Regions from separate parts of the Mus musculus genome. Here all the other regions are linked to region 3. The links are chromatin contacts, called in public HiChIP or PLAC-seq and promoter capture Hi-C maps. All regions are on one chromosome and are shown on one strand. Each heading gives the region's core, a stretch centred on a gene start, on an enhancer-like site or on the middle of the called end of the contact. The rest is flanking DNA. Distances are from core to core; before and after follow the strand shown. Region 1 holds the start of Pip4p2 (phosphatidylinositol-4,5-bisphosphate 4-phosphatase 2). Region 2 holds the start of Mmp16 (matrix metallopeptidase 16). Region 3 holds the start of Nbn (nibrin).

The links. Promoter capture Hi-C pulls out the DNA fragments that hold promoters and counts their contacts. HiChIP or PLAC-seq counts read pairs in DNA pulled down with a chosen protein or histone mark.
Region 1: a contact with region 3 is called in an H3K27ac HiChIP or PLAC-seq map of extraembryonic endoderm stem cells, with 6 times the contacts expected there. The contact joins the promoter of Pip4p2 here to the promoter of Nbn in region 3. A contact is called at or near these places in 8 of 39 promoter capture datasets (the 3T3-L1 cell line, the C10 cell line, frontonasal cranial neural crest and 3 more) and 5 of 115 datasets of contacts at active chromatin or transcription factors (astrocytes, extraembryonic endoderm stem cells, pancreatic cancer cells and 2 more).
Region 2: a promoter capture Hi-C map of cranial neural crest shows a contact between it and region 3. The contact joins the promoter of Mmp16 here to the promoter of Nbn in region 3. A contact is called at or near these places in 2 of 39 promoter capture datasets (cranial neural crest and hippocampal neurons) and 1 of 115 datasets of contacts at active chromatin or transcription factors (astrocytes).

Annotation. Positions count from the first base shown.
Region 1 is chr4:14,861,889-14,866,078 of GRCm38.p6, reverse strand. Pip4p2 (phosphatidylinositol-4,5-bisphosphate 4-phosphatase 2) reads right to left here and starts at 1,860. Exons shown (of 7, transcript NM_028264.4): 1 at 1,642-1,860. The coding sequence starts at 1,747.
Region 2 is chr4:17,851,867-17,855,715 of GRCm38.p6, reverse strand. Mmp16 (matrix metallopeptidase 16) reads right to left here and starts at 2,424. Exons shown (of 11, transcript NM_001379519.1): 1 at 2,229-2,424; 2 at 1,864-2,070. The coding sequence starts at 1,995.
Region 3 is chr4:15,956,632-15,960,564 of GRCm38.p6, reverse strand. Nbn (nibrin) reads right to left here and starts at 2,598. Exons shown (of 16, transcript NM_013752.3): 1 at 2,455-2,598. The coding sequence starts at 2,491.

The DNA of each region.
Region 1 (4,190 bases), core at 611-3,110, 1.1 Mb after region 3:
AAAAAAATTATTGTACTCTTAGGCCAAAGGAGTTAAAAGATCTTTAAGTTAAGAGATCTTTAGAGTAAAATGACTTCTTTTCAGTGCTTGATTGGAAATGCCACTCTCTTTGTAGTTTGAGGAATCTGATCAAATTAAGGAAATCTATAGAGAACAATGAAGTCTATGCAGGTCCATATATATATATACATATATATATGTGTGTGTGTGTGTGTGTGTTTGTCCTAAACACAGATTGACTAAAATAAGGAAAAGGTATTTCCATTACTTCAGTCCAAACTCAGTCCCTTAATAAATCATCAATTTTATTCCATAGACAAAAATTAATAAAACTGAAACACTCATTCAGGAACCTGTGACTAAGGATTAGATAGTACAATATTAATATCAAATGGCCAGTAAGGGAAATCCCCCGACTTCTGGCCAACAAGGGTCACTTGTACGTTTTCTGTGTGTCAGTTCCCTTGGACTTTGCCCCTTTCCTCTCAGGCTGTCAATCACTCTGAATTACTCCCAGCTAACCACAGTTTTCCTTTGTTCTGCTTCTGTTTATAGATTGAGACCCAGAATGTTGATTTTCAAGTTATAAAATGTTAAAAAGAAATGTTAAATGCCAGACAACTTCAACCTGTTGTAGTGTTTCCCGCCCCCCCCCGCGCCCCCCCCTGCCCCATTTCAGACATGAACTTAGAAGTTGTGTTACAAGACACGTGACCTGCTTATATTCCCAAAACACTATTAACTTTGGCCTCCTTGGGTTTTAAACTTCATTCACATCCAGCCAAAAGAGCAAGATGAAGTAAGGTACGCTTGCACGTGCCATATTTAATGATCTCTGTAAGGCTTGCCTTCCAGACTACCGTAGTAAACACTCCCAAAGACTTTGAACAAAGACAGTGCTTGAATAAATCGAATCCTTTGGTAAAGAGACTTCTCCTTCACCACACCATTTCTCCAAATCCCTTTTTAATTCTACACTGAAAAACAAAACTAAAAATATATACGGTATAAACTTGGGGAACTTTTTAGAAGTTAATTTCAACCTCACCCAGACATGCATTTAAAAAATTCCTCCTTCCTAACGGAAGGCTCTTCATTCACCACTGAAGCTATGAAACACACTCCTTACAGGCAGCAATGCCCGTAGCTTAGGAATTTCGGACATATTAGGGATAAACTCTGTTGCTTCTGGTTAGGCAGTTCCCTGCTTGCACTCCGGGGCCGAGTGTAAGGGACTAAGATGTTTCCTGCTGAAGTCCTCTCAAGGGCAGATGCCAGGGTGAGCAGTGCCCCGTGTTTTTCAGCAACCGAAAGCACTTGTGAATGACTGAAGGATCTGCACCACCGCCCAGCTGCACTTAGGGGCTGCTTTGGAAACAGCAGCTCGGAGCTTGGGAAAATTCATGTCCGATCCTGAAGCTGGGAAGGAAGTGTTCAAGCACACACTCCACACCACAAGCAGCAGCAGCGAAGCCCTGCAGACAGGCTTTCGGGTAGGCAGGCAGAGCCTGGGAAGGCATCCTTTTCCCCCAGCCCAAGGGAGAAGCTCTCCTCCGCCTCCGCGCTAGAGCTCCCCGGCATTCATCCTTCCATCCTTCCAGACGTTTCTGCGAGAAGCAGAAAGGTCTATGCCGGCCTTACCTCTGGGGCTGCTTTCCTGCAAGTACGGCGGGGCTGTGGGAGTGACATTTCCCGAATGGGATGCTGACAGCAGAGGCGAACGTTCGTCCACCCCGTCAGCAGCCATGACTGCAGCGACAGCGCGGCGGGCCGCGGGTTGAGCTGGGCTGCGGCTAGGGAGGAGGTGGTGGCCAGCAATGCCGCCGCGCCGCCGCTACGGCCTCCGGGAGGGCCCAGGATGTGTCACAAGGCAGGAGGCGGGGGAGGGGAGGGTGCGGGACCGCGAGGCCGGGGGAAGGGAAGCACGCCGGGAGGCATGCTGGGGGAGGGGACTGGAGAGGAAAGAAAGAGCCCGGGAGGAGGAGGAGGAGGAGGAGGAGAAGGAGGAGGGAGGGAAGAAGTGTGGAGGGAAAGCCAGCCAGTCTGAGAAAAGGGGAGACGGGAGGACTGATTAGGAAGTGGGGGAGGGGAAGAGATCAAGTAAGCAAGAGGAGGGGCAAAGGGAAAGAGAGGGTGAGGAATCTTTTAAACTAAGGGAACCGAGGATAAAGAGCAGCTTTGAGAGGCACTGAAAGGCCTGTACTGGATTACGGGCAAAACCAGAGCAATCAAGTTCAGCTCCTCCAGGAAGTAGGAGAGTCTAACTTGTCTGGTAAACTTTGCAGCTGGGTGAAGAAAACTTATTTCTTGGGTTATCATTTTCTTCGGAGAGGTTTCTTCTTTGTTATGAACCATAGCTGAGAATCTGTTGTCTGAGAAATGTTGGTGCCTGCGCATTAGGCTTTCCTCTTTTCCTTGATTTTTTTTTTTAGGAATAAGAGTGCTGACATTTGATTTTTGGCACTTTAAGCATAAGTGTTAACTTTTACAACTTCCGTTTTACAAAATAGACTGTCATTTTAGTTTTTGTAGAATAATGGGGCTTTTTTGTATAATGTAAAAATTAAACCTTTTTCCTACAAAAGATTTTTCTTTTTTTAAAAAAAGGTCATTGTACTGAAGAGCTAGCACACTGATTAAGGTGCTCACTGATCTTGCTTAGGTCACAAAAGCCAGTTCTCAGCACCCACATTTCGTGGCTCACAAACCACCTGTAACTCTAGTAAAAGGAATCCAATACCTTCATCAGGCCTACATCAACACACACACTCACACACACAGTTTTTTTAATAAATGTTTTTAAATACTCAACAGACTTATTGTCTTATTTTCTATTTACATTTTTGTTACCCTTTTTTGATGTTTTGTCATTTGATTCCAATGCGATTTACATTTTTTAAAAAAACAACAGAAACAAACCAAAGTTTAGAACACATCCAAATAAAAATGCAATCAGAATAATAGCTTTCCTGCTGAGGTTCTTCTGAGTGACTTCGGAAGAATTATTTACTCACCTTCCAGGTGTCCCCAAGTATCTAGGGTGTGGTCTCCATGCTCAAGGTGGCTGAAAAGTCCCACAGTGAAATAGCTGTACCGGAGATTGGGAGTTGCCCCTTACATTTCAGTCCGTATAAACAGCAGACATTCGAAACTACTCAAATCACATTTAGGATCCTCAAGTTGCTCTCTGAAGACATACTCTTTCTTCCTGAATCTATAAAGTACCAACTGGAAACCCTAAGGGAAGGTAAAGAACAATGTTTTCTTTCATGTAGCATCTTTGGGCGGCCAATAACAGGAAGATACAATGCAATATAAAGATCTTATTATGGTGTGACCCCTATGAGAACTTAGATGGGTCTCCAGTAGACTGGGGTTTGAAAACTCACGATGTGTCACTCCCAGCAAAAAAAAAAAAAAAAAAAAAAAAAAAAAGAGCTTATCCGTTGAAGAATGAGTACCAGTACCTCACAGTAAAGATCGCTGAGTTGAAGAAAATTACAAAACCAATTCACAGAACCCTGCTTTTACCCTAGTCATGTTTTGGATTGTCCTGCAAAGGCTTGTATGTAAAAGACTGGTTCCCCGCAGAAACAGTACTGGGAGGGGTTGTCAAAGGTTAAGAGGAAGAGCCTTTGGGTGATCAAAGGTGTACACCCTTAAAAGAAAATGCGTTGCTGTCTTGTATCCCATACGTCTCCACACTTTGCTTGCTCTGTGATGAGAGGCCGAGTTACTCCCACCGTTGATTTTCTCTTTGCCATCTGAAGCGCTCATCAGAGGACAACTTCTACCTTGTACTTGAATTGCCGGAATGAGCTAAATAAGGTATTTGCCTCCTGTGTTTGTTTGTAGTGAGGCAAAGTTGACAGTAGAGCTCATGTTCTGTCATGCCACCCCCTACTCCATTTTAACAGTATATTTACAGTTGCATTATCCTCCTACTGTCTATCTCCAATTGACAGATGAAGTCAGAAGACAAAGATCTTTTGGGGAGAGTCCTTTTTAAATTTTTGATTACCTCATTCCCCCTTTTCTTTCCTCCTTCAAGTCCTCCCACACACTCCTCCATTCCCTTTCAGATTCATAGCCCCTTTTTATTTGATTATTATTATTGCATATATATATATACATATACATAAGTGTATCAATACAGCCAGCTGAGTCTGTTGATTGTATGTACACAATTT
Region 2 (3,849 bases), core at 1,175-3,674, 1.9 Mb before region 3:
TTCACATAAACCTTGAGAGATGGAAGGAGATATTTGAAACGCAATGAAGAAATCATCTTTATAAAAGTATCTCAACCTCTTTCAGGTAACAATATCCGGTTGAACTGACTGAGAGATTCCAATATAAAGTAATACAATCTAACCTAGATTTAGCCTCACAAAACAAACCTAATAATCATCAAAACATTGATGTCATTTAATCCTGCAATGGTAAGTTAAGAGTTCTCCTAGCAGGCAGCTATCCACTCAGCCTCAGATTCTCACAGGAAGCAAGATGCTAACCAGGACTTACTATGCCTCACCCCACATCACAGTATCCTCTACCACCAAGCAACAGCCTGTTCTGTATATAGCATTACTAACAACAGCTTGCCAGTTTCATTCCTTCAGCCTATGAACTAGTCATTCCTCTATTGCAATTAAATTATCTACTCATTTAAATGTTAGTACACAATCCATAATGACAGCTAATTCCAAAAGTTCAACTTTGTCATCCAGAAAAGTCTGGACCTTCAGCTGCTTTCCATTGCTGCTTTTATGTAAAAAAAAAAAAAATCCATTGTGTGGTTTTCAAATTGTGGTTTCTTTAAAACATATCCCTACTTAACATCTGCAAACTTCCTTAATTCCTGTGATGTTGGCTTTTACTTTTTCAAATACGTTGCTTCTGCCCCGTTATATGGAGTCCAAAGTACAGTCCATAGAAGACTCTACCTCCACACCTGGCACTTATTATGAACACTTTGCTTATAAATTGGTTCCATGAAGCATGTTCAAACCGTGTGCAACAGGTCCAACTATTGTGTAAACAGGAGCTCCTAACACAATAGGAACAAGAGCCAGTTCTTTGCAACCGCAAAGAACCACACCAATCGGTGCTAATTCACTGGTAATTCTTTTTGAGATATATAAAGCTGTGATAACTACGGGAAGTTTGTGTTACCCAGACCCTCCCACACCCCCCACCTTAAGTGCAATTTTAGTGTAAGGAACTGTGCAACAAAAAGCCCAGGTGTGCACAGCTTTTCTCGACTCACTGCACATGACCAGCTTTAGAGCTCAGTTGATGACAGGAAGAGCACTTTCACGAAGGTCTGACAAGTCCTTCTCCTTAAGTTGCCCACTGCTGTTGCTATATGCTCCCAAAGGCACCACAGGAAAACAAATGGCAACCAAAGATGTCTAGGCTTTGTCATGTCAGTGTGAAATCAAATTTAAAACACAACTCCAAACTATTAGAAGGGGCCACATTTATTTCCAGTCTCTTGGGAAGAGAGAGAGAGAGTAGGCTCTTAGAGGAGATAGATTTCATGTGCTCTGTACAGTTAGATCTAGTTACAGCGTATTAAGTTAGGTCTAATAGAAAGACACTGTCTGCTTGAGTGTTTTATCACAAAGTGATGTTATTAAGCATATCAAGTATTCCCATACTCTCCTTGGATTCTTTGATTTTTACCTCCCTTTGTTAGACACAGACCACAAGGAGAAATATTGCAGGAACAATACCCAGGCACATGATGCCAACCATCAATGTGGTTTCCCTAGCTATGTATGCAGCATAAACTCAAGCTTTCTTATAAAACTACACATTTGCTCTACATAGAGCTTTGCCTCTTTCCTGGCTAAGCAGCACCGGTCTGCTACAATGTGTCTCTGAGCGTGCAGCATGGTGCTTTGTGCAGCTGGGGATAACGGATTGTTGGTCTCCAGGCATCCATCACTTAGAACCCTGGCAAACTCAACAAGGGTTTTGGTTGCTGACTGGAAAGAGAAACAATGTGCTTTGAGCCTCAAGGATCCAAGAAGTGAAGGAAAGGTTCCAGGGAGCAGCCGAGCAAGAGGATGGAAGCATGGTACTCTTACCTCCACATTGAAATACTGCTCCGTTCCGCAGACTGTAGCACATAAAATCCAAAGCAAGGTTTGCAAGAAAAACACACCCGAACGATGCACGAAATCCAACCTTCTTCCAGAGCTGAATGCGAGTAAGATCATAGTGAACTGTGCCTCAACGGATGGACGAGCTCCCCTGCGTTTTCTCCCTCTTTCCGAATGTCCACTCCCTGTTTCCTTTTAAAAAGAAAAAAAAAAAAAATCCAGTCCTGGGGTGGGTAAAAGCTTGCAGGTTCACCCACCCGTCCAGGGATGGGGATGGGCGCCAGGCTCGGCAGCCGGGGAGAAACAGAGGAAAGGCAGGGTCAGCGGCGGCAAGTGTTCACCATCCTCACCCGGCCGTCGCCCGGAACGTGGCGCCCAAGTTCACCCGCGGTTCCGATTCCCAGCGCCGCCGAGTCGCAGCCGCCGCCTCCAGCCCGTGCGTCCTCCGCCTTCTCCACCTCCTACGCCGCCGGTGCCCCCAGTTTCTGCGGGAAGGGCCTCAGCCGCTCCCAGCTCACTGCCTCCACTGCTCCTTCCCTCCTCTCTGCTCCCCTCCAGAATGTTCATCGGTAATCTACATAACTCCTCCTTCCCGGGGTCTGCGGGGATCTTGGGGGCCCCGCGCGCACACACACTCAAACCACACACGCGCGCGCACGCGCTCGGCCATACACACACACACACACACACACACACACACACACACACACACACACACACACACACACATACTCACTCACCCGAAACACACGCAGGCGCGCTTCTTAAAGGAGAAGACTCAAGGATGCCTTTTAGATACTGGTACACTGGATTGGGTACCGGGCCCTTGCGAAAGGCCCTAGTTCGTGACGAACTCTTCTTTTTCCCTATTACCTGTCCCTCATCTAGATGTCTGGTACCTAGCACTAGAGAAAATCGATTCTTGCTACACCTCTCTTGCCCCTTGCCCAGGCATCTAAAAACAAGTGCGCCCCTCCCCAACCAGAACTTGGGTGGGGCTTGGGCTGTGGACCCGTGTGGAAGCTGAGGAGCAGTCTGGGCCTGGTCCTGAAGGGTATTCAGCATCTTAGTTAAAGATGTTCAAAAAGATCCCTAGTGCTGGAAATCAGGAGTACACCCAGGTTCCTGTGTGGTGCTTGGTAGTCTGGGTCAGTTATCCAGACTCACCAAGTTTGTAAGACCGAGATGGCAAATTTCTGCCATCAAAAACTTTGTTAGGGTCCCTTAAGTCTGTGGCCTCCTGTCTCCCAGGAGAAACATTATACAGAAACATTATAGGCTCAGGAAATAGGCACAGGTTTTTGGTAGGAGACCAGTCAAAGCCAGAATGAAACTACCCTCATCAAATGAGTGGTAAACACTCATCAAAATGCAGGGGTTCCAAAGATGTGGTCTTTACTACATCTGAGAAAAAAGGTTGAGTCACTGGAGAGAAGACAGCAGTAGAACATGGATAGAAGCTGAGGAAAGTGGGAGCACTCACCACCTCAAAGGTGGTAATGGGGATTATGAATGTGAACAGCTGACATGGGCAGCATGCTGGGGGCAAATTAGAGAGGCCTGGGGGTCTGAAGGGAATCCAGAGCCCAGAGAACTGCAGGAGCTAGCTGGAGACTGCTGGTATGCCAGGCTGGCAAACAAAACCAGAGAACTTCAGAAGAGGGTGCAAAAATGGAGCTGAACAGAAGCAGTGTGAGGAGGTGGACAGGGGAGGCAGCAAACACCAGCCCTTGGCAGGTGACTTCTGGCTGGAGAGAAAGGGGGAAGGGAGTAGGGCAGGCATCTGTCTGGGGGCCTGGCCAATAAATGTGCTTCTCCTTGGCAGCCAGTAGAGGGGAAGAGAGGAGCCCACAGGAGGGAAAAGCAGCCAAAGCAAAGGCCAGCATTGTTCCAGGTACCTGACAGCTGCCTAGGCAAAATGGGAAAGAGAACTGACAAGATGTATTTCATGGTCAGTCAGTAAAGCAAGAA
Region 3 (3,933 bases), core at 1,349-3,848:
ACTCAGGACCTTCAGAAGAGCAGTCAGTGCTCTTAACCACTGAGCCATCTCTCCAGCCCTGAAATTTATAATCATATAAAGAAATTTGCCTTGTTAGATAGCAAAATTTGCCAAAAAGCTATAGTCATTAAAAGATATTTCAATGGATCAGAAAAAAAAAACAAAAACTCTAAATTAATACAATTAAGATCAGATTAGATGCAACTATACCTTAGGAAGACTTTTGTTTTACTATTAACAGTTGCATTTTACATCAGTGAGAAAATTACTAATTAAAAAAAAAAGTTGTTACAAGCCTCCTACCCAGTGCAAAGATGCACTGGTGGGAAGGAGCACTTCACAGATGACCTCTACCAGGCACCATTAAGAAGACACCCAGAGGCCCAGGTGCAAGTAAGATGAACAAGTAAGTGATGGAGAGATGGAGAGAAAGAAAAAGAGAAGAATATGGTACAATGAAGAAAGGTGGAACTGGAGACTGGAAAGTAGTGGAGAATGGCCTGATGTGAGTAGCCCACTACACCACCTAAAGCCATGCCTGGGTCCATGGCCCTGCAGCAGTGGGGACCTGTGTTGATTTGCATGGACCATGTTACCACCAAAGGTCATGTGGTCATCCCTGGTCTAGGCTGCCAGCTAGGGCCATGCTGATGCCATGCCAAGGGCTGTGCAGAGCTGGCTCCACCCCTCAGCACCTATGGCACTTTGGAGCTGTCAGGCTGACCAACTCAGCTACAATCCAGGCCAGATCCAGTGCTTTGAGTTGGTTTACCTCAACATCTACCCCATTGATGAGCTGTTGGCGCTCAGGAACAAGCTGGTCCTCTAGATCCAAAGATGCAAGACCTCCACAGCAAAGGGCAACAACCGGATATCCAAGAAGATCCAGTATTGATAGTATAGCAGGAGACAGAGGACTCAAACCAGACCAACTCATAGCAATGAACATTTGCAAGGAAAGCTGTTCGGCCAAGAGGGTATATATACTACATGACACACTGAAGTTTTCAGGGTGAGATTTTGTTTTGTTTTCTTTTGTGAGGGGAAGGTTGCAAGGGCAGAGGGTGGAGGGTGGATATGGAGGGATGAGGAGATGAGCTGTTGAAGTGCATGGTATGAAACTCCCAAAGAATCAATAAAACGCTAAAATAAAGTTGTAAATCAGCAACTGGTGGAGTAATAGCAGACATGTGGGTGACCTGCGGAATTTGGAGACATGGGCTTCTATTACACTTGGAAGAGTAATTATCACAATTAGACAAACAGGAAGAGTCCAGCAGATCCCTGGCATCCTTCTGAACCGTTTGAGTTAAGTACTGTCAATGAGATTTCTGTTTGCTTTATTTCATTTTTGAGAGGAAGTCTCACTACGCTGCCTAACTAAGCTGTCCTCAAACTCAACGTCCACCAGCCTCGGCTTCTCAGGAGCTGGGATTACAGGCAGGAACTATCACACTCAGTTTAGCAGAGAGGAACTTGAACGGTTTCAAGGTAGATACATAAATATTCTGTGAGTTTCTACTGTAACCACCTTACTTGAAAACTAATCCCTTAGCGTCTGATTCCGAAATGCATCTCTGATATTGGTTCTAGAAGCATATTTTATTCTGCTATCATGTTAATAAAGTGCTACCCAGGTGAGTACTGAACTACAGCCTAAAAGCACATGAGAGGCGCTCATGTAGCTCGCAGGCTTCAAACTTAGGTAGTTGATAACTTTTAACTCCGGATCCTCCTTCCTCCACCTCCCAAGTGCTGGGATGCCTGCGCCACCACCTCTAGAAAATTTCTATTTTACAGACACTCATAGACTTAGCTAGGCTCAAGGCTAATTATTCAGAGTCCTCTAAGTTGCGTTCTATCCTTGCAGTGCCCCAACCCACATAGATAATCTTTCAGACTTTATCCTTCCCCTTATACTGTTAGTAAACTGCATCTTCTTAAAGTTCCCCGCAAACAAGATAGAGTCGCAGGCAAGTGCATAATCTCCCATCACCAGTGACTAAATAAGGAGACAACCACTTAACACGTGATAACTTTCACTGCGTAAAAAAATGTGTGGGCGGAGGACTCTTCCCCGAGGGGAAATTCTGAAAACTTTAAAGCGGCCCCGTGGTGTCGCGTGATTTCTCCTAACTACGCTCCGGTCTGCGTGCGTCCCCAGCCTTGGCTGGGCGCCTGGGCAACTCCGCGTGGTTCTTCCCCTCGGTTCGCAGCCTAGCTGGAGCCGGTCTAACCTGGGCACGCACACCCCAACGCCCGAAGTACGGTGGGCTGCCATCCCGGTTCCCACCACCCAGCTTCCGTGTCCAGTCAGCCCCGGCCGCCTAGGCGTCCGCCGGAAGGCGAGAAGGACGGACCGGAAGCGCAGGCGCGCTCTACTGCTTCCCAGCCCCCACCGCCCCGCGGCCGCTCCCGGGAAAGAACTCCCCGCCGCCTCCTTAACGCGCCTACCTGGAGCCGCACCGGCGGCCGGGAGCAGCTTCCACATGGGGCCGGCGTCTCAGAACCCCGCGACGTGCGACGCCAACCGCAGCTGCCCAGCCTGCGCGGTCACCGGGCTGCACCGGCGCGGGCTCCGGGACGTGCGCGTTCCCAGGACTCTGACAAGTTCTTCGGAAAGGCGGGAACCGGCCAGAGCGCGCCGCTGACGGGGGCGCCACCTAGTGCTGAAGATGCAGCAGTGCAGCGCGGAAAGCGTCCTGGCAGGAATGTGATGGACCGAACTGGACGCTTTAATCAATGAACTGTGATGTTTAAAAAGCTCGGAAGTAATGTGGATTTTAAACTAGATGTATCAAAGTGCTGTTGAGTGTATTATTTTCTGTATTTTCAAAAGTTACATCATGTGTAGTATCAGTCAAGATGAAGATTTCATGTCAAAATATGTTTAATCTTTTCCACTGTATCCTGAGTGTATTATACCAGAACCATGTTTACATCTTTATACAATGTCAGGATTTACTGAATAACAATAAGTCCACAAGCTTTTTGCCAAGTAGTCCCAATTTCCCTTAATAGTTGACCACTGGCAAACAGTTTTTTTTTAAAGATTTATTTATTTATTATATGTAAGTACACTGTAGCTGTCTTCAGACACTTAAGAAGAGGACATAACAGATGGTTATGAGCCACCATGTGGTTGCTGGGATTTGAACTCATGACCTCTGGAAGAGCTGTCAGTGCTCTTAACCGCTGAGCCATCCATCTCCCCCCACTTTTAATTATGTATTTATTTTATGTATATGAGTACACTGTAGCTGTCTTCAGCCACACCAGAAGAGGGCATCGAATCCCATTACAGATGGTTGTGAGCCGCCATGTGGTTGCTGGGAATTGAACTCAGGACCTTTAGAAGAGCAGTTAATGCTCTTCACCACTGAGCCATTTCTCCAGCACTGACAAATGGGTTTTTTAATCCAGTTGTAATATTAATAAATCATACATTAAGGGTGTGTGTCCATTAAAGAATGACTTCAACTTCTGGGTGTGGTGATGCACACCTTTAATCCCAGCATTCGGAAGGCAGAGGCAGGTGAGTCTCTGAGTTCAAGGCCACCCTGGTCTACACAGAGAAATCCTATCCAAAAAAAAAAAAAAGAATGACTGCAATAGAGTTACAGAAACACAGCAAGAGACATCAAAGGATCTGGGAAGCTAAAGTATGGAGCTGAAACAGCTACAAGCAGAGTAGATGAGCTCTTACAGAGCATGAATGCATCATTGTTTTGATTGTCAGCACAGAAATCTTCCCACATAGTTGTAATTAACTGTTAGATTACATGTGATATATAGGAAAATGTAAGTGATATTTAAACAGTTGTCTGGTTCTATTGTTTAAAGAAAAATAATCTATACATGTTCTGCAGAAATACTTTTAAAATAGTATTTTTGGTCTGTGTTTGCTAGAATCTGGAAACACATAGAATCTAA